4 separate regions of the Mus musculus genome follow, and regions 2, 3 and 4 are each linked to region 1. A link is a contact called in public Hi-C and promoter capture Hi-C data. All regions are on one chromosome and are shown on one strand. The core of a region is the stretch at or near the end of the contact, and the rest is flanking DNA. Distances in the headings are between cores, read along the strand shown. Region 1 holds the start of Nupl1 (nucleoporin like 1). Region 2 holds the start of Ppp2r2a (protein phosphatase 2, regulatory subunit B, alpha). Region 3 holds the start of Ccdc25 (coiled-coil domain containing 25). Region 4 holds the start of Cdca2 (cell division cycle associated 2).

What was found. Promoter capture Hi-C pulls out the DNA fragments that hold promoters and counts their contacts. Hi-C and Micro-C count contacts between places; a contact is called where the count stands out from the background.
Region 2: a Hi-C map of B cells shows a contact between it and region 1, with 5 read pairs. The contact joins the promoter of Ppp2r2a here to the promoter of Nupl1 in region 1. A contact is called at or near these places in 2 of 484 Hi-C or Micro-C datasets (B cells and CD4 T cells).
Region 3: a promoter capture Hi-C map of pre-B cells shows a contact between it and region 1, with 3 times the contacts expected there. The contact joins the promoter of Ccdc25 here to the promoter of Nupl1 in region 1. A contact is called at or near these places in 2 of 39 promoter capture datasets (the C10 cell line and pre-B cells) and 3 of 484 Hi-C or Micro-C datasets (CD4 T cells, CD8 T cells and regulatory T cells).
Region 4: a promoter capture Hi-C map of pre-B cells shows a contact between it and region 1, with 4 times the contacts expected there. The contact joins the promoter of Cdca2 here to the promoter of Nupl1 in region 1. A contact is called at or near these places in 1 of 39 promoter capture datasets (pre-B cells) and 2 of 484 Hi-C or Micro-C datasets (CD8 T cells and muscle stem cells).

What each region holds. Positions count from the first base shown.
Region 1 is chr14:60,248,320-60,253,318 of GRCm38.p6, reverse strand. It overlaps Nupl1 (nucleoporin like 1), which reads left to right and starts at 1,840. Exons shown (of 15, transcript NM_170591.2): 1 at 1,840-2,156. The coding sequence starts at 2,050. Gm38641 (a long non-coding RNA gene) reads right to left here and starts at 1,845. Exons shown (of 3, transcript XR_874661.1): 1 at 1,766-1,845.
Region 2 is chr14:67,070,584-67,075,121 of GRCm38.p6, reverse strand. It overlaps Ppp2r2a (protein phosphatase 2, regulatory subunit B, alpha), which reads left to right and starts at 2,651. Exons shown (of 10, transcript NM_028032.3): 1 at 2,651-3,032. The coding sequence starts at 3,026.
Region 3 is chr14:65,834,304-65,839,189 of GRCm38.p6, reverse strand. Ccdc25 (coiled-coil domain containing 25) reads right to left here and starts at 1,888. Exons shown (of 9, transcript NM_145944.5): 1 at 1,706-1,888. The coding sequence starts at 1,733.
Region 4 is chr14:67,714,299-67,718,839 of GRCm38.p6, reverse strand. It overlaps Cdca2 (cell division cycle associated 2), which reads left to right and starts at 3,230. Exons shown (of 15, transcript NM_001110162.1): 1 at 3,230-3,616; 2 at 3,835-3,898; 3 at 3,984-4,157. The coding sequence starts at 3,835. It overlaps Kctd9 (potassium channel tetramerisation domain containing 9), which reads right to left and starts at 2,742. Exons shown (of 12, transcript NM_001111028.1): 1 at 2,456-2,742. The coding sequence starts at 2,503.

The sequences.
Region 1 (4,999 bases), core at 591-3,090:
TGTATAGCTAAACTTTGCCATAAATCATACATGAATATATGATAATTTGAATGTATCTTCTGAAGCTTTCTTTCTTTCTTTCTTTCTTTCTTTTTTTTTTTGCACAAGCTTTTATTAGAGTCAGGTTGAGATTTTTCAGTAATTTTTGAATTTTAAAGTCACAGATTTACAGAATTACTGAAAGTATTCCATATGCCCACAGTTTTTCTGGTCATAGACATATATTAGTCTCTACTATATTTTAAAATAATCATCCTTTCTCACTGACCTTATGAGTCCTCAGAGCCAGACATGTAGCTCTTGCTAATTTTATGTTGGTATTTTCAAGTTTTGGAGCCTTTCAATAAAAATCTGGGTTCCTCTTAGGTTTTTTGTTTTTGTTTTTTTTTTTCCAGTTAAAAGGAAAGTTTACTGGGACATTCATGCCACTACTGCACCAATAAAGATATCTTGCCAGGTTACTCCTTATTGTAGTTTGCATGGCTCATGGCTGACATGACATCATGTGCCAAACACACCTTTTGACGTCATCTAACTTTTGTGACCTGCCAAAGGGAAATGGCGAGGAACAGAGTTTTCATCACTATGAGTATTTGGGGGAGAGGACAGGGCTCTACAATGAATCTGGAGGGTGTTCCGGTTCAGCCAACTGCAGGTAGCAATGCTCAAGGTCAACACAAAACAAGTGCTGAATTGTGGGGGAGCTGTGAGAAAAGAAGTGCCAAGGATTTGTCATATAAAGGGCACTGAGGGCCAGACTCAGAGACCGTTGGGCTTTTGTTCGAATCACTACCATGGGGAGGATTGTGCTTTAGCATAAATCTGAGGGGTCTGATGATGGGATCAATTTCATCGAACAAAACTTGGCAGCTGGTCAACGCACTTGCAGGAATAGTATGCCAATTCCTGCCAGAGAATTAAAGAACCATGATATGATGGCAGTGTCCCCAGACCACCGCTAAGAAGCATTTCTTGGTGCCCACGTTGCTCCGGGTGCCCGTACATTCTAATTTACATCCCTCTGGGTTTTTTTTTTTTTTCAGATTTATTTATTTTATGTATGAGTGCACTGTAGCTGTCTTCAGACACACCAGAAGAGGACATCAGATCCCTTTACAGATGGTTGTGAGCCACCATGTGGTTGCTAGGAAATTGAACTCAGGATCTCTGGAAGAGCAGTCGGTGCTGAGCCAGCTCTCCAGCCAGATCGCTCATCCCTGTCCTTACACTTTCCAATTCGCAGTTCCTCTCGTAAATACCCCAAGTTATGGGAAAGCCACATAGCCAGGAAGCAGTCTTCAGGGAAGGTCCCCAAGAACGGCACCCATCCCATTCACCGTCCACTAGGATTTGGGGCACAGTGTCCTGACCTCAGACTCGGAGGCAGAGGAGCCTGGCAGTGTCACGCCGCCCCGCTGAACCCTCCGTGCAGGAAGCACAAGCGTGCAGTACCATGGGGTGCTGACCGGAAGCGTGTGCGACTTAAAACCCGTACATTTCTGGACCCTCAAAAGGTAGACACCCTCTTTTTTTCTCGGGTGCAGCGACACCCAAATGAAACTCAGACGTCCCCTTGGAGGAATGTGAGGTGACGACCAAGGTCTTCTCCAACTCTAGAACTCTACGCATGGCTTTTGACAGGAGGCCGGACCGAAGCCGCACTCCAGGGCCTTCATTCAGGAAGTAAAGCACGAAATCCCGCGAGACTCTCCGGGCACTTCAGGGGCTTAGCGCTTTAAGCGAGTAGGCGGGGCGCCCACCTTACCTCATCCGCCCGGCCTCACACGAGTACCGCTTCCACTCCGATCCCAGGGTTCCCTGCGCGGCGGGCGCGCTTCTAGTGCGTTCGGCGCGCGGGCGGTGTCGCGCATGCGTTCGCCTGTGGCTCCGCCCACTCCGCCCTCGCCTTGCCGCACCGCCGCTTGGGGTTGTTTCCCACCCGGTACCCGCTGGGCACCAGCTATGTGGCACGTCCCTCTTCGGCAGTGAAGGGACAGAAGCGTCCTAGGCCTCTCCACCCTAGCTGACGCCTTCGCGCCAAGGGCCGCCATGGCCACGGGGTTCTCCTTCGGGTCTGGGACCCTCGGCTCCACCACTGTGGCCCCCGGCGGGACCGGAGCGGGCAGCGGCTTCTCCTTCGGGACCGTCGCGTCTAGGTAATGGTGCCGCCTAGCAGGGGACCCTGGTGCTTCCCCGCGGAGGTCTGCACATCGAGGCCTGCCTTCAGGCTGCTAGGCTTCCCTACGAGCCGCGCAGTGGGCTGTGGACCCCTGCCGCCGAGGCTCTGCAGTCCCCGGTCGCGCCGCGACGACGCGGAGTGGGCCCGACTGCGGGAAGCGGCCTGGAGTCGCGGCTACGCCTACGCGACCCCTCGGGTTCAGGGATAGAATGAGTGTTGAATGAATGACAGCTTGTTGCTGGCTTTTAGGAACAGAAAAATAGGTAGGATGTAAGTTAAAAAAAATATCCCCGGGTGGTTTAGATTTCGGTTTTGAACGTTACGATGCATTGGATTTATGATTTTTTGTTTGTTTCAAGCCTTTGTGCCACAGGACCCCCTTCTGTCTTTTTAACATTTTTATGGCATGTATTGTATCATAGTTATTTTGTGCCCTATACAGATTAGCATAGCATCGCAAAGCATTTTGTGTTATAACCATCCACCACATGATCTTTTCCGTTCACTGCAAGCTTAAGTGGTATATTCTTCAGTTTGTGTAATAGATTCCGGTAGTGACAGATGAGTAGCTAGGGATTCCAAAAAGCTATTTCACTGAAAGCATTAATCACTCAGACTCGGCCTTTGGTAAAGAGTTGATCAAATGAGGAAATGTGTACTCGAAGGACAGGTATCTCCCGAGGCATAACAAGACCTATAGGCTTAATGTCTCAAAGAAAGCTCGCTCTCTCTCTCTCTCTCTCTCTCTCTCTCTCTCTCTTAACAGCCCCCGTTAGATACAGCAAATCCAAAATAACAGTACAATCAGACTGCCCCAGTTAAGTCCCATTTTTGCATATGCTTTCTTAATCTTCACTACCTATGTTGTCGAGACACAGGCGACGGTGTGCTCTGCTGTCTCTTTTAACTTTCACCTTGTTTTCTTGTGTCATCGATTAACTGGCTTTAGGTTTGTCGTTTTTAATGGTGTATCTTACTTAGTTCTTTTTTTTTTAAAGATTTTAATTATTTTTATTTAATGTGTGTGGGTGTTCTGCTTGCATCTGTGCATCATGGCTGTGCATTGCCCTTAAATACCAGAAGAGTCCGTCAGACACCCCCCCCCCCCAACCACCACCACTACCACACCACACCACACTGGAGTTAAGGCCCACTGTGAGCTACCAAGTTTTAAATTTAAAATGGAGGGATAGTTTGGGAAGTGGTGGTGCACGCCTTTAATCCCAACACTCTGGAAGCAGAGGCAGGCAGATTTCTGAGTTCCAAGCCAGCCTGGTCTACAAAGTGAGTTCCAGGACAGTCAGGGCTACACAGAGAAACCCTGTCTCGAAAAACAAAACAAGACAAAATATATAAATAGTATATATATTATATAAATATATATCATATATTTTATATATATAAAATGAAATAAAGTACTTTTAGTTTTAAGTCATGGGAGACTAACACAACAGAGTACTCCTGCCTTTACTCATCATTTGTAACTGCATTCTAGTTCTTTAAGAAGCTCCTTTGTCACTGTGACACTCTGCTTACTAGACATCGTCTGCTACTTGCCTTCCTATTGAAAGTATTCGTTTTAAGTGTTTAAATTGCAGCTTTCCCCTCTTGGGTTCCTAGGGTGTGCAGAAGACTGAATGACTCTTCTGGCTGACTGTGGGGTTGATAGTTCCTGGACCTAAGCAGCATGATATTCTGACCAGGACTGTGGTTGTCTTAATTTTAGCTAGCAATTGGTTGTTTTTTTAAATCGGAGCTATCTCTCCATCACCTTGCAGGTGGTTGGTGTGCTTGCCCATGCTCGCTTGAGTGCACGCGCTCTCTCGCTTGCTCTCTCTCTCATCTCTCTCTCTCTCTCTCTCTCTCTCTCTCTCTCTCTCTCGTGTGTGTGTGTGTGTGTGTGTGTGTGTGTGTGTGCGCGCGCGCCTGTGTATTTGGTAGACAAGCCTTCATCCCTGAGCCATGCCCAGCCTCTTTTTCAATGTTTTAAAACAAGTATTATGCTGCATTGAATGAAGGTCTTACAAGGTGGAAGTGCTGTCCTGTGGAACTGTACCCCATTGTTCCTTTCTACGTTTATTTCATGGCAGACTCAGAAGTCCAAGTTGACCTAGAACTCACTTGAAGCTTGGGTAGGCCTTGATTTGACAATCCCACTACTTAAGTAGCATATATTACAGACCTGTGCCACCAATTCTAGATGCCTTTTTCTTTTTTAATTTGAGACTGTCTCATTAAGTTGTCCAGGCAAACTTGAAATTTGTAATTTCCTGAATAACTGGGATTATAGGCATGCCACCGTACTTGTTGTGATTTTGGCTTTCAGAAGAAACAGAATTGGAAGTAATAAATACGTAACATGAGAAGTAAGAGTTCCCATTGTGTTTTATGTTCTATTAATTTTCCTATGTGATTTTTGAGGTATCAAATTCTTGAAACTTGTTGGTTATTTTTATAATCTTTCCCCCTATAGGTAGCAAACTTTGACCTCTAATGGTTGAGATGAACAGCTTTTTTTTTTTTTTTTGGTTGTTCGAGACAGGGTTTCTCTGTGTAGCCCTGGCTGTTCTGGAACTCACTTTGTAGACCAGGCTGGCCTCAAACTCAGAAATCCACCTGCCTCTGCTTCCCTAGTGCTGGGATTAAAGACGCCACAACTGCCCGGCTCCAGCTGTCCTTTATTTAGGTTTCCAGAAGCTATGTAAAGAGTTTCTTCTGTAAACATACAGTCTATTTTTTTTTTAAAAGATTTATTTATATTATATGTAAGTACACTGTAGCTGTCTTCAGAAACGCCAGAAGAGGGCGTCAGATCTCATT
Region 2 (4,538 bases), core at 1,402-3,901, 6.8 Mb before region 1:
ACAGGTTCGAAGACACCATGGGAAATAACTACAGCAAATGCACGCACAGGCAATTTACCTATTTACCAAATGGGGTTGGTTGTTTAATAAATGTAGGTGAGATCACCAAGATGACTTCTAAAATGCCTCTTTTCTTTCTTTCTTTCTTTTTTTTTCCCCTGGCATTAAGAAGAATGAGGGCTGGAGAGTTGGCTCAACAGTGAAGAGCCCTTGTTGCTCTTGCAGAAGACTGAGGTTCAATTCCCAGCATCCACATGGCAGCTCACAACCATCTGTCACTCAAGTTCCAGGGGTGTGACACACTCTTCTGATTTCTGAGGGCACAAGGCATGTACATGGTACACACACATGCATGCAGGCGAAAGACTCATACAAGTTAAAGAAATCTTAAAAGTTAAAAAAAGAGAGAGAAAATATTTACAGTTCAGCAAACCTTAAGGAGCCAACATTTAAGTGGTTTTTCTTCCCAATCCAGAAGACTTATTTATTCATCCATTAGTCCCATGAATTATGTGGCTAGTGATAGGGAGATGAATAACATACTTCCTAGCCTCAAAGAATTCTGTCTAATAACAGACACAGACTGAGATCATTTTAATGTGGTTTAAGAAAACAGAAAAGTGCATTATACTTTATGAGACTATTTGTATAAACTGACAACATGACTGCTTCATAGTTTGGTTAAGGGGAGGGTTTTGTTGTAGATATGAGAGAGTGGCCAGAGGCATCTGGAAGAGTCCAGAGCACAGACTGAACATGCCGGAGAGGGAAGAATAATAGCAGAGGATAAAATATAGAGGAAACAGCCAGAATAGCAGGGTCATAAGGAGGAGTAGCTTGGGAGAGAAACACCCGAGGGCTGGAGTTTACAGTAGAGGAGAGGTAAGAAGGGCAGGACACTAGCGTGGACTGAAATGTGCCACAGGATCTTGGGATACCAGCATGTGCTTTGATATACAGTTAGGCAACGTAGGTAGCTATATCTCCTTTTTGCCAGAAGTGAGGGAAATGACATTTTTGGTAGAGGGCCCCTGGCTTCACAAGTTCCTGAAGAATGCTGTTTTTTTTTTTTTTTTTTTTTTTTTTTAATCTAACTTCCAGAAATCCTCCTATAGTCCAGGCTGAGCTCATTTCTGGATATTTGAACTGCCTTTTGCAGTTTGGGAAGTTTCCTTTGGACCTGACACATTTTGTTGTTGTTCTCTTTCCTCCTCCTCTTCCTCCTGTCTTTCTTTCTTTCTTTCTTTCTTTCTTTCTTTTTTTAACTGTTTTAAGATGAGTACATTGTTGTTGTCTTCAGGCACACCAGAAGAGGGAATCAGATCCCATTACTGATGGTTGTGAGCCACCATGTGGCTGCTGGGAATTGAACTCAGGACCTTTGGGAAAGCAGTCAGTGCTCTTAACCACTAGGCCATCTACCCAGCCCTCCTTCTGTCTTTCAAGACAGAGTTTCTTTGTGTGGACTTGGCTGTCCTGGAACTAGCTCTGTAGACCAGGCTGACCTCCAGAAATCTGCTTGCCTCTGCCTCCTTCCCCTCCCTCTCTCTAGGAGGAGAGCTTGGCACTACTAAGAAAGGGCATTTGACCTAGTTAAAGGTGAATAGGAAAGGGGGGGGGGAATGTCAGAGAGTCTGACTGGAAGAGGCTACATTTAAATGGATTTATTTTAATTTTTTGCATGTGTTTGATGTATGTATGTTAGGCAGAGTCTTCTATAGATAGCCCAGGCTAGCCTCAAACTCAGCTGTCCTTGAACTCTAGAACCTCTTAAATGAATACAAGCGCTGTTGAGATTATAGGAATGTGTCACCACGGCCAGAAGAACATATCTTCCTCTTCCTCCTCCTCCTCTTTTTCCTCCTCCTCCTCCTCCTCCTTCTCCTCCTTCTTCTTCTTCTTCTTTTGGTTTTTCAAGACAGGGTTTCTCTGTGTAGCCCCGGCTACCCTGGAACTCACTCTGTAGACCAGGCTGGCCTTGAACTCAGAAATCCGCCTGCCTCTGCCTCTCAAGTGCTGGGATTAAAGGTGTATGCCACCACTGCCCAGCAGAACATACCTTCTTAATCATTGATTTTACCACTTTTATCTGAAAAGACCTTGGCTACTTTTTGCGGCATTCACAACATCCAATTTCTGTGGCGAGCTATTCTTAACTGCTCGCAGTAGCCAAGGGCTCTAGTCCATGGGAAGGTAACCTAATTCACCCAGATGGAACCAGTCCAGTTGTGTCCTTCTGGGCTCAGTGAACTCTCACCTTGGGCAGGCAGTGGCAAGTATGCATCACTCTCCCTTAATTTTGGTGCCTCCGGGGCTCACCCACAGGGTCACTGGAGCAACAAAAGGGGTATTCTCTCGAGAGGGCCAGCTCACCATGTGGTTGAGCATAAGTGAACATATGAGGCCATCCCAAAGTTCCGGCCTTGGCTCTACGGCTTGGGACAGTGAGAGGTGCAGACAGGCCAGGCCTTGGCCACTTGGGCACCGCGGCTTGGCACATCCAGCCCACAGCCACAGCAAACTAAGTGCAGCTCTAGCTCTGTACAGGGACCTTCTCAAGGATCCTAGCGGGCGGGGCGGGGCGAAAGCAAGACAAGAAGGAGGCGTGGCTAACACAGCACGACCCGCCCCAAAGACGCTCCGCCCCCTCAAGTGACGTCACCGGCCAGCCAGCGGGCGCCATTTTGAAAGTGGAGTCGCCTGTCCCTGCCGCCGCGGCCGCCGTCGCTGTCCTAGCCGCCGCTGCCGCCGCCACTACTACCGCCGCCGCCGCCGCTACTGCCGCCGCTGCCGTCTCCACCGCGAGAGAAGGAGCACGAGACGGGACGCCCCTGAGTGAACGCCACCATCCTGCCGACCGCTCCACCCGGGCCGCTTCCTTTCCGCCCCGGTCCCGGTCCCCTCCCCCCTCAGGTGCCATCCGCCTCCATCCGCGCCCTCGATCCCCCCATCCCCAGGTGTGGGGGCTGAGCCCCGGTCGCGGAGACCCCGACGAGCCCGGCAGGGTCACCATTTGCAGCGCGACATGGCAGGTAAAGAAGAAACGGCCCTTGGGCGGCTGACAGGGTGCCGTGCCGCTTCCTCTGCGCGCTCTCCGTCACCCCCTAGCGACCGTGGTGGCGGGGCCTCGGCCTGGGGCGCTGGCCGAGTGTGGGGCGGGCGGGCGGGCCTGGCACTGAGCTGGGACTGTGGGGCCTGGAGGCCGGGCCCGGGGCCTGGCACTACAGGAACACGGCACGGGTGCGTTGGGGGTGGGAGACGGCGTGGGTGGGGCGGGTGCAGGCGTGCAGATGGGTCCCCTCTGCACCCTGCTCCCTCCGCTCTTCCTTACATATTCATTCCTCTTCCCGGTCTACTGAGAACCTTTCTGTAGAAATGTATTCTGGACCGATAAGAAGGAAGACAGCTTTGCAAGTTAAAATACAATGGAGGCATACCCCCACCCCCCCAACTCACGGTCACCCCCCCCCCAACCCCCAGCACCACACAAACATTAATGGGGTAGGTCAGGTTTTGAGGGTGTAAGCCTGAATTTCGTTTTCGATTTTGCTCCCTTCCCGTGTCTTATTTTTTTGCCACTCACGAATGCTAAGCCTTTAATAGAAGTTGCAAGGATTGGGGTGGGGGCTGGGTGGGAGAGAAAGGTAATTTAAACTTTGCATTTTGCACGGTAGCGTTTGGGCAGATGTCCTTTTCCCAGAAGGGTTTCTTGGAGTTAAAATAGTTGTGGAGTTCGCCGATATAAATAGCCAAAGGGAGAGGGATTTTATAAAACCTTGCTGAGGGGGGACGGGGGGGGTGCGGGGGGAGAAAGCCTGATTGAGAATAATTTAGCAAGGAATGGGTAAAGGAAAAGCGAGGTTTAATGTCGTTTGAGAGTCGGTTATCTTTGTACAATTTAGTCTTGAAGCCCTTCCTCTCATAGAGTAATTCTGGATTGAGATTGAGTTTCTTTTCCAGAAATCCCGGGGTGCCCCCATCCCCCCATTTCCTCTTCAGTGCTGAGCAGTGAGTGTCGGAGATTAAACCAATTTTCCTTTCTTTTCAATATTTGCATAGATAATAGAACCTTTAAAGAAGTTATGCTGGACTGGTTTACAGTTTGCTATATAAACAGGCTGCCCTTTGACCTTGCTGAACAATGAAATGATAATTGGAACTGTATTGTAGGAGATGAGCAACGAATAAGGTTGCTTTTTTCTGGGTCCTTTGGATGCAGTAGGTGAATGTGGCAGGAGCAGCCTCCTTTGACCATCTCTTCCCAGGCGTGCATTTCCGCCCCTTTTCCTCTGTCTGCAACCAGTGATTTGCTCCTAACGAATGCAAAGAAATGGGTGTTGTGTTTGCTTAGTCCACATGAATCATCCTCTCAGGCAGTAATGTTCCCGAAGTTTTCTCTTCGTTCTATATTTCATGGTAGTTTAGCCTTATAACTCTTTTGTAGGCCTTTTGTACATTTAAAGGAAAACTAACTTTGGTGCTTTGGTTGGTTTTGTTTTTGTTTTTGTTTTTTCCTGGTAGGTTTTAACTTGAAAGGT
Region 3 (4,886 bases), core at 639-3,138, 5.6 Mb before region 1:
GTGGTGGCGCACGCCTTTAATCCCAGCACTCGGGAGGCAGAGGCAAGCGGATTTCTGAGTTCGAGGCCAGCCTGGTCTATATCTATAGAGTGAGTTCCAAGACAGCCAGGGCTACACAGAGAAACCCTGTCTCGAAAAATGCAAGAGAGAGAGAGAGAGAGAGAGAGAGAGAGAGAGAGAGAGAGAGAGGAGGGGTGGAGGGAGGGACCAAGGGACCATACATTTAGAAGGCCAGGGAGTTTCTGCCCCCACCTCCTGGATCACAGGATTCCAGGAGTGGACCACATACTCAGTTTCTGTGGTATTAGAGATCAAACCCCAGACTTCAGGAATACTAGACAAACACTCTAACTCAAACAACTGTCTGTCACTCCAGTTCCAGGGGATCTATCATCCTCTTCTGGCCTTGATAGGCACTAGGCACACAAGTAGTATGTAGATGCGCATGTAGGAAAAATACCTACAGACATAAAATAATTTTTAGAAGTAGCATGGCTACAAAAAAGAAAAACAAACAAACACCTCACACTGAAGGACGCTTCACAAAATAATGCTTCAGTTAAAAGTATCATGAAAGGCTAGGTAGTACATGCCTTTAATCCCGGCACTGGGGAGGCAGAGCAGAGGGTAGCATGAATTCAAAGCCAGCCTGATCTACACTGTGAGTTCTAGGCCAGCCAAGGGCTACATAATGAGATCCTGTCTCAAAAATAAACAAACTAAAAAGTACTAAGAGACAAAACCACCAAACAATAACTCCAGATCTGGGGACCTAGAAAGTAATGCCAACGTCAGGGAGCCTTCAGGCAGGAGAGTCTATGTTTGAAGCAACCTGAGCCACTCACTGTCTCAAGAAGGGGCAAAAATCAACACAGCAGCCAACTGTGTAAGTAGGGCACTATGCTAAGGAGACAAGACAGACTGCCCCTCAAGAGACCTGCCCGGTAGCTCAAGCAGACACCTTTTAATACCACATGAGAGCAGTCCTAAAGGAATGTTAAGGGGGGTCCAGAAAGAAATGCATATTTTATCTTGACGAGGAAACTGGGTCTCACACAGTGTCTTCAAAAAGGCAAGCGCTATTTTAATGGGGTGAGAGTTTAAAATTAGAAATTGATTCTGGACAATATGGGCAGAGAAACTAAGTTGACGCGGCATTTCCTGGAAACCGAAACAGCTCTTTCTGGCCTTCCAAAACCAACCCAGTAGCCTTAGCAGACGTCCACTGGACCATCACCTCTGCCCAGGGAGGGGCTGTACTAACATTCCAGCCCTCCGATTGCTCTCCGCGGCACCCCAGGCCCTCCCTGCGTAGGAGGGCAAGCTACTCTTCCTGCAGGAGACATCTGCTGGCACCTGTCGCACTGGTCAAGCATCGCTCCAAGGTGCGGGCAGAACGCTAGGGCAAAGGCTTGCGACGGGGACGTGGGGGACTAGGCTGGAACGCACACACGTCCAGGAAGCGTTGGCGGGTCTGTCAAGTGGGGACGAGAATGATTACCGGGTATAAAGAAAGCGGGGGCGCATTCCCGCCGCGACCACCGGGGCCAGGGGACGACCAGGCAGCCGAGGGGACGGCCAAGCAGGGAACCAGAAGGCTCTGGGAGAGGTGCCCGCGGAAGGACGCGGTTCAGGACTAAGTCCAAGCCCAGCGCGGCGGCTGGGGAATGCCGGCTTTGGAAGCAGGGGCCCCGGCGTCACTCACCGCTGCTGCTGGTGAAGTAGAACACCATGATCCTGGTAGAAGAGTGGCGACTCCTACTCAAAACGCGAAGCTTGAGATACCGCCGGCGCGAGGGTGAGCCGGCTTCCAGGCTCTCCTCAGGACACTTCCGGCGGACGTGCCGTCGCGTCACAACGCCGTCCTGTCAGCGCCATCTTTAGTCCTGGCGAAGGGAAGGGTGTTGGCGGAAGAGCAGGTGTCCCGGGGATTTTGAGGATTCCGCTCAAGCGTCTGGTTGAAAGAAATTAGCTGGGGAAATACATCTTGTTTGAAGTCATAAAGAAAAAATACTAAGGGCAGACTTTATTTTCAGAGGCTCTACTAAGTGGACACGAGAGTTGGTCATCGCTTTTTATGTCTTCCCACTCAACCCAATATGGGCTCCATGCGTGCAGAAACTGCCTTTTTCATGCATGGTTAAGGGTCCCTGTAACCATTTCCTCAGGAGGCACTCAGTAAGAACCAATTTTTTTAAAAGATTTATTTATTATTATACGTAAGTACACTGTAGCTGTCTTTAGACACACCAGAAGAGGACATCAGATCTCATTACGGACGATAGTGAGCCACCATGTGGTTGCTGGGTTTTGAACTCCGGGCCTTCGGAAGAGCAGTCAGTGCTCTTTCTTACCCACTGAGCCATCTAACCAGCCCCAAGAACCAATTTTTAAATAAACTCATTCTCCCATTACTTGACATAGGTGAGGGTTTTGTTGTGTTTTTTGTTTGTTGACTTGACCAAACTAGTCAGAATAGAGTTAGGTAATGTTCATCAAACCCTATCTAAGCCTGAGATGGCCTCAGCAAGAATACAAGATGGAAGAAATGCTGCACTGTCTTGCCCAGTCAAACAATGAACTAAATTGCATCGAGGACAGAAGGTTCTCAAATGAATTGTTACTGTTACTACCCAGAGACACTCTCCTTTTTTGGGATTCCGAGTAGGGCTATTTTTTGTTCCTTTAAATCTAATGTCTGCTCCTTATTACCTACAAGACTGAACAAATACCAAACTTCTGAAGTTCAGAACCTCTTGCTATAAATTTACAAAATTCCACAGCCTTCCTAGGTTTGACTTGGAAGTTTTTCTTATTTCTGATAAAGAAAAAATATGAGAGTCCATTTCGGGCTGTATCCCTCCAACAAGCTCCAAAAGTCAGACCACACAAAAGGGCTACAGAAAAGGAGTTTTACCGTCCCTGGAGAGCCTAGTCTTTCATAGAGCAGGAAATTCTAGGCAAGTAGAACCTGATGGTAAAAATGTCCCCTCTTTGGCTTTAACTCTCTCAAAAGAAGAAACTAGCCAGAGTCTCCCACTAAGCAGTTTCCACTATTGTTCTAATTCTTTCACTTTACAAAACCCACTATCATTCTGGGTTTCCTGGTGCTGGTCAATGTTGTAGGCTATCCACCAGAGAAGACTGCTCCAACATGGGTTTAAACCAATAGAAAGTCTTTTTTAGTTGGCCGGATACTACACTGGATGTTTGGGATCCCAGTGCAACATTTTCTCAGTCTTTCCTCAGGGTGAGCTTTTAAACACACAAAAAAACATGTTCTGGGTTGACATTCCTCAGTTAACAAGAACTACAGAAGTCAGAAAGCAAGCTTAGTGCATTTAGAGACTTTCCCAGAACTATGGACTCTGATGGATTAGATCTTTGTTTTCATTTTGACAGGTCTATGTGCTGAGTTTTATAGCCTGAATGACACTTTCATCATGGAGTCAGTTCTGTTAAGGTCTGGGCCCTATTACAACAGGAGGCAGAGTTGTAGCAGAGTTTGAAGTAGTGAGGCCTCCGATTCAAAGACATCTTCCTCAACAAAACATACTGTTCTACCATTGCCTAGTAGAAACCTTATTCTACCTTGTAAAAGAGTAGCTGACTCACTCATGATTCCTGCAAATAGCCAATAATATGTTAGCCATTTGTCAATTCATTCCAGCCAGCTTTGTTCTATGAAGAAGGACATCCATCGCTTAGACTTATTTAGAACTAGACATTGAAAGAACCTAGTTGACACGCAAACTTTATATGCCCCAGTACAGGGGAACGCCAGGGCCAAAAAGGGGGAGTGGGTGGGTAGGGGAGTGGGGGTGGGTGGGTATGGGGGACTTTTGGTATAGCATTGGAAATGTAAATGAGCTAAATACCTAATAAAAAATGGAAAAAAAAAAAGAAAGAACCTAGTGGGGAAACCCCGACTCAGCTCCCAATTCAGCGTGCACCCAAGAATCACGAATAGAACACAACACCTTGATGTAACAACACGGGTATTTTAATGGCGGAGCTCCGGTATCTCACACAGGAGACAGTGGCTTGGAAGCTAGGGGTTTTTATAGAAAAGGAGTGGGACTGGGGGAGGAATTGGCGCAGTTTCACATGATTGGTCCATTTAAACATCAGCAGCCTGTTAACATTTAACTTAAGTCAGAGGGGTGGGAGATAGGGAGGCGATGGGCCTGCCCAGGCATGTCCTGGTCTGTTCTGCTATGTTCTCAGCCCCAGGTTTCAAAGCTCACAAACAACTCTTTGGGCTATTTGACATACATTACGTGACTCACAGGTCTCAAGTTTTATTTCCTTTCAACATTTGTCTGAGACTTCTAGACACTAATAACTCCTTAAAAGCCTGTGAGTGTTTTAAGAACATTTCTGCTTGCCAAAAGACACTTGATTGGAGTTGGAGTGCCACAGGCCTTCCCTGTAAATAGTGATTGTGTTCAGGCCTTCGTTTTCATTTTCTGTAAATGAGGAATGATAATACAAACTTCATAGGTTGTGTAAGGAGTACGTGAAATAAAACATGTAAAGGATCCAGCTCAAGAGATTGGGCTCAGCTATTAAGAACACAGACTACTCTTGCAGAGGACCTGAGGTCAATTCCTTGTATCCACATTTGGTGACCTATAACTGTCTAAACTTGATCCAGGGAATTCAACTCCTCTGACCTATGCTGGTATCTCCATTCACATACACATACTCACTTGCAGGCATGCACATAGTCAAAAAATAAATAAAATCTTTAAAAATATATAAAGTAACCAAATTTAGCAAACATTCACACCATAATTTGAATAATAAAATAGTAAAATGGAAACTGAAAATCTCACTTTTTTTTCTAAAACGCAAAACCAACAATAGGGCTTCAAATATGAAAA
Region 4 (4,541 bases), core at 1,981-4,480, 7.5 Mb before region 1:
GAGGATGACCTCAGCAGACCACGGGCTAATAGTTCAAAGAACAATATACCCGAAGGAAGAAGCTGATTATAGCAGTTATTAAGCAAAGACTTTTCTTAAAACATGCCATTCGTTGGCTTGTGAGATCCTTTTATTTTTTAACTTTACTGCTGATGCTAGGAAAAGCAGCAGCTTTGCCGCTTTCTCAGGGTTTACTGTGCTTGCATAATTAATACCGGCTTCAATCTGCAGTTTCTTTGAGGTTTTAAAGTCACTTAGCACTTAGTTGATGGCTAATTTAATTAAGACTCCCTGATGTAAACTTCTATACTTACAGGCTTCTTCTATACATTGTATGTCAACGAGAACCAACTGCTAAGTAAGCTGTTGGCTATCGACCTATTTACATCTGGAGACCTCTGTTGTGGAAGAAAACAAGACCAGCTTGACAAGTTCAGTAACTAGAGGCTCCCATGCTTTTCCAGATTAGAAAAGCCAAGTTGTTGTTGTTTTTTAAAATTATTTTGTTTTCAAATTAAAAAAAAAACCAACAACACACACACTCCTCCATAAAGCCCCAAGGGTCATCTTACACCTTCCACGGTATTCTCATTTCATTTAGAAAATATCAGCTCTTTCATCAACATTAAAAGCACGAATCAGTTACACAAATCAAAAGTGCATGTTGGTAACTTGATGTATGGTGATGAAATCTGTGCCTTTCTATATCACAGCCCATAGCCCAAAGGCCACAAAGCCAAGCATTCAAAAAACTTATTCTCCTGACTAGGGCATTAAAAATAGACACCAGGTAAGTAAAGAGACAAGCTAAATGATATATTCTACTTTAGAGACAGGAAACCAAACTATCTCAGAGTAGCACTGCATTTGGGAATATTTTAACGAGCGTCCATGTCATGTTTATGCCAGTCCTGATTAGATATAGGGACTATGCATACACTACATATCCACATACATAAATGCAGGTGGTATGTATTGTGATCTTTTCAAATAAAAGTCATTTTAGTATTATTTCCACCTTCTGAAAGGAGAGGAAACAGCCTTGCAACATGTTCTCTAGCTTAGGACATGGTGGGACATAGTTTTTTTAAAAATATTAAATGTTAATATTCTTCGGCTCAGTCCTATGATCATTGTAATGCATATGTGCCCATACTCATTTGAGAAGTACTTTCCCCAATCTTCGGAGATTCTCAACATTTTTTTACTAAGTAAATAAAATTAACCTGGAAACTCACAGACAAAACCAAAGTTTTTAAAAATTTAAATAATATACCCAGAGCAAGCCACTCAGTTTTACAGTGACAATAGCATACAGTGAACTCAGAAGAGATTTAGAGCAGAGCTGAGCACTTATGAGGAACTCTGATCACTTCGACTTCAGGGAGTCACACAAGAGTCGACACTGGTGAAAAGTGCTTATCAATACGACTGTTAACACTGGGCACACTAAATCTCTCAATAAAAACCGACACAGTCTACTAGCCAACTACAGCGTGGCCCAGGAACAGCTGATGATCAGAAGTGACAGCCTTTTTAGCCTGTATTTCTGAAGCACTGGCTGAGCTTATGTGGCTACTATTTTTGTGTGAATATCCAATCTTTAAGAAAATAAAATCGCAGAGCACAAACCCCACTGTGGATCAGATTTCCAGAATCTGTTTATTCAAAACTGCAGAGTGGTTGAAGGACATCGCTCCCCTACCCCTCATCACCCCCTTCCCCCGCACCACTTTAATGCCCTTGAATAGTTAGTTCTGCTATGTATACGCGGGGCAATCAGAGTATTCTGGTCAATTACAGAGTGGAGCCAATGTACCTTGAACTGAAACTTTAAAAGGGTTCATTACTTTTGAGACTTTAATCAGGCTTAGGTATGTGTGGGGCAGTCATTTAACCACACATTACTAGTCCGCCAGAAACAGCCAACATTTTCCAAAGAATAACTTTCAAGGGTGGGGCAAGAGGCAGCTGCAACATCGGAAAAATATTTAGCACCACGCCCTCCACAGAGGCCTAAATGCAGCTAAGGCTACTGTCAAATCAAGTCATTCCGAAGGTCTGCTGTCACTGTCCTCTAAGGAATCAAAAACAAGGCGGCACAGTAAAACATGTATAAAAGTTTGCACGGTGGCGGGGCAAGGGGCCCGGGGCACCTTGAGAGAGAAGGAAAGTGGTTCAGACCAGGTCCACATTCTGAGGATGTCACTCGACTGTCCCCTGGAGTTTTCTTCTCCCGACCTGGCCAGGGTCACCCGCCTCCATGATCACTGCCTCCTCCCCGGGCAGAGCATTACTCAGCACCGATAAGGACAGGAAGGCGCAGCGGGAAGGTGGGAGGGGACCTCGGCCAGCTGCTCAGGTGACAGTGGCGCCTCGGAGCCCCGCCGGCAGAGCAGCCCCGGGCTGTCGGAGGCTGCGGGGGTCCCCGGGTCGCGCCCCCGCTACCGCTTACCTTGCCGTTGCTCGGGCTGCCGTTCAAGAACAGCGTGACCCGCCGCATCGCGCCGCCCGCGCCGGGTCCTGAGGGAGCCGCCACCCTCGCTCCCGGCCCGCCACCCGCCGCGCTCCGCGCCCGCGAGACCCCTCCCGCCTCCCACCCGGACTCTCCGCCCTTCGCCACCTTCCTGGTCGGCCCCACACTCCTCACGCACGCACCCTCAGTCCCACACCCCGGGGTTGGCCGATCCTCCTTCCCACCCCGCCCCTAGGCTCCTCAGCCTGCTAGCGGCCCTTCCCCCCAACCGCGCCCAGACCGACGCTGAGCTGCGCCAATCAACACGCTGTACCGGCCAGTATTTAGCCAATCAGAGTCCGGCTGGGGGGTGGGCTCAGAGTAACACTAGACGGCGGTGGAAGGAAAGAGAGGCTGAGGGCTGGTTGACGGAATGGAGTATCAGCGAATCAGAGAAGAACCTACTGGGCAAAGGGCCGCTCTAAGCGTTACTGAGCAGGCGCACGTTGGAGTGTAGGAGTGCTCATTTGCATAAAGAGACTGGGTCTAAGGAAGAGGCGGGACGCCGAAGTCCCATAGACCAATCAGCTCCTCGCTAGGCTTTTGCCCCTTCTACTGTACCCACCCACCGAGGTAACGGTTGGTATCGGGATTGGCTAATAGGGTAAACTAGCCATCCGGCGGTTCTGTCTCGATTGGTCTAGTGATTCATTTTCGAAGTTTCCAGCAGCCAATCCAAGGTTTGGGGTGGCATTTGAAGTGTTGCTCCGCGGAACTCACTGGTAGACCCCAGGACACCTTTTTGCTGCAGCTCTGTCTCGCCAGGGTCATTTAGGGCTGGCCGTGTTTTTTCCGGGATCCACGGAGGTCTCCCTGCGCCGTTCGAAAGCACGAGGGTGAGGCCCGGAGGGAGCGGTACCCACGTCACACGTGGTCCACGGCTCGTGGGTATCCCTCCGCGGGGGCGTGGCCGCGGTTTGAATTTGCTGGCGGGCAAGTGAAGCTTGACCGCTTCGGCCGGACGTGGTGTGTCTGGTGTGCAGCGGCCGGCAGGAGGCCAGCCCGGCTCCCTTCCCCGGCCTCTGGTGCTCTCTGAAACGGAGCCTCCGCGACGCTTGTCGTAGTCGTCCGAGGGAACGCGCAGGGTCCTGGGCGGGAGAGGTAGGCCTGCTATCCGGCCGGGGTTCAGGGATGCAAAGCCCTGATAAATCAGTTCGGTCCGCTTTGTTTAGTCAATAGTACCTCCCGCCGTTTCTTTAATCAGAACGCCCCAGCCTGTGGTCCCCTGGTATTGATTGCCTTAGAGTTCTGTCACATTGTTTTTGGCTTATAGTGAGGTTATTTTTCACATTTTTTTCTCTAACTTCCTCATCTTTTAGATGGATGCGAGTTCACACGACAAGCCTCTCTCTGAATCCAAGGAGTGTGTCCTTAATAATTCTGGTATGTGGTGACCTGTTGCCCTCGTTAGATGGAAGATTTGAGTGTTTTGATGTATTAACACCCCCAATGTGCTGTCCGTTTTCAGAAAATGACGTTTTTAGATTGGGAACTGAACCGTTTGTGACTCCTCAGAAGCATGTAGCAGATGCGACTCCTAATCTTTGCACCCCTGATACCTTTAAGTCACCTTTGGACTTCACCACAGTAACCGTAGAGCAGTTGGGAATTACACCTGAAAGCTTTGTTAAGACCTCTTCCGGTAAGAGAAGTTCTTGGATTGCATAGTTTTTTTTTTCAAATTTAACAGTAACTGTAGTAGGCCCCAATTATACATGTCTGTACTGCCTGACACTCCTTCTGTGTGTATTTATGCTGACCCTGCAGACTTGCTTGTTCGGCACAGCTCAGCAAATAGAGCAATGTTTCTGAATCAGTTGTGCTTTGTGTGCACCCTAGAAAACAGTGTGTATGAAAATCAGAGGGCATTGAAAGGTAGTTGAGAACCGGTAAAAGTGACAAGGCCGTGTGCCTCATTCAAAAATCCCAAACAGAAAATTGACCCAGATAATGATTTTCTTTAGCTTCAGGAATGAAATTCCCAATGGAGAAGTAAATCTAGGGCTAGGGTTCTTTTGGGTTGTAG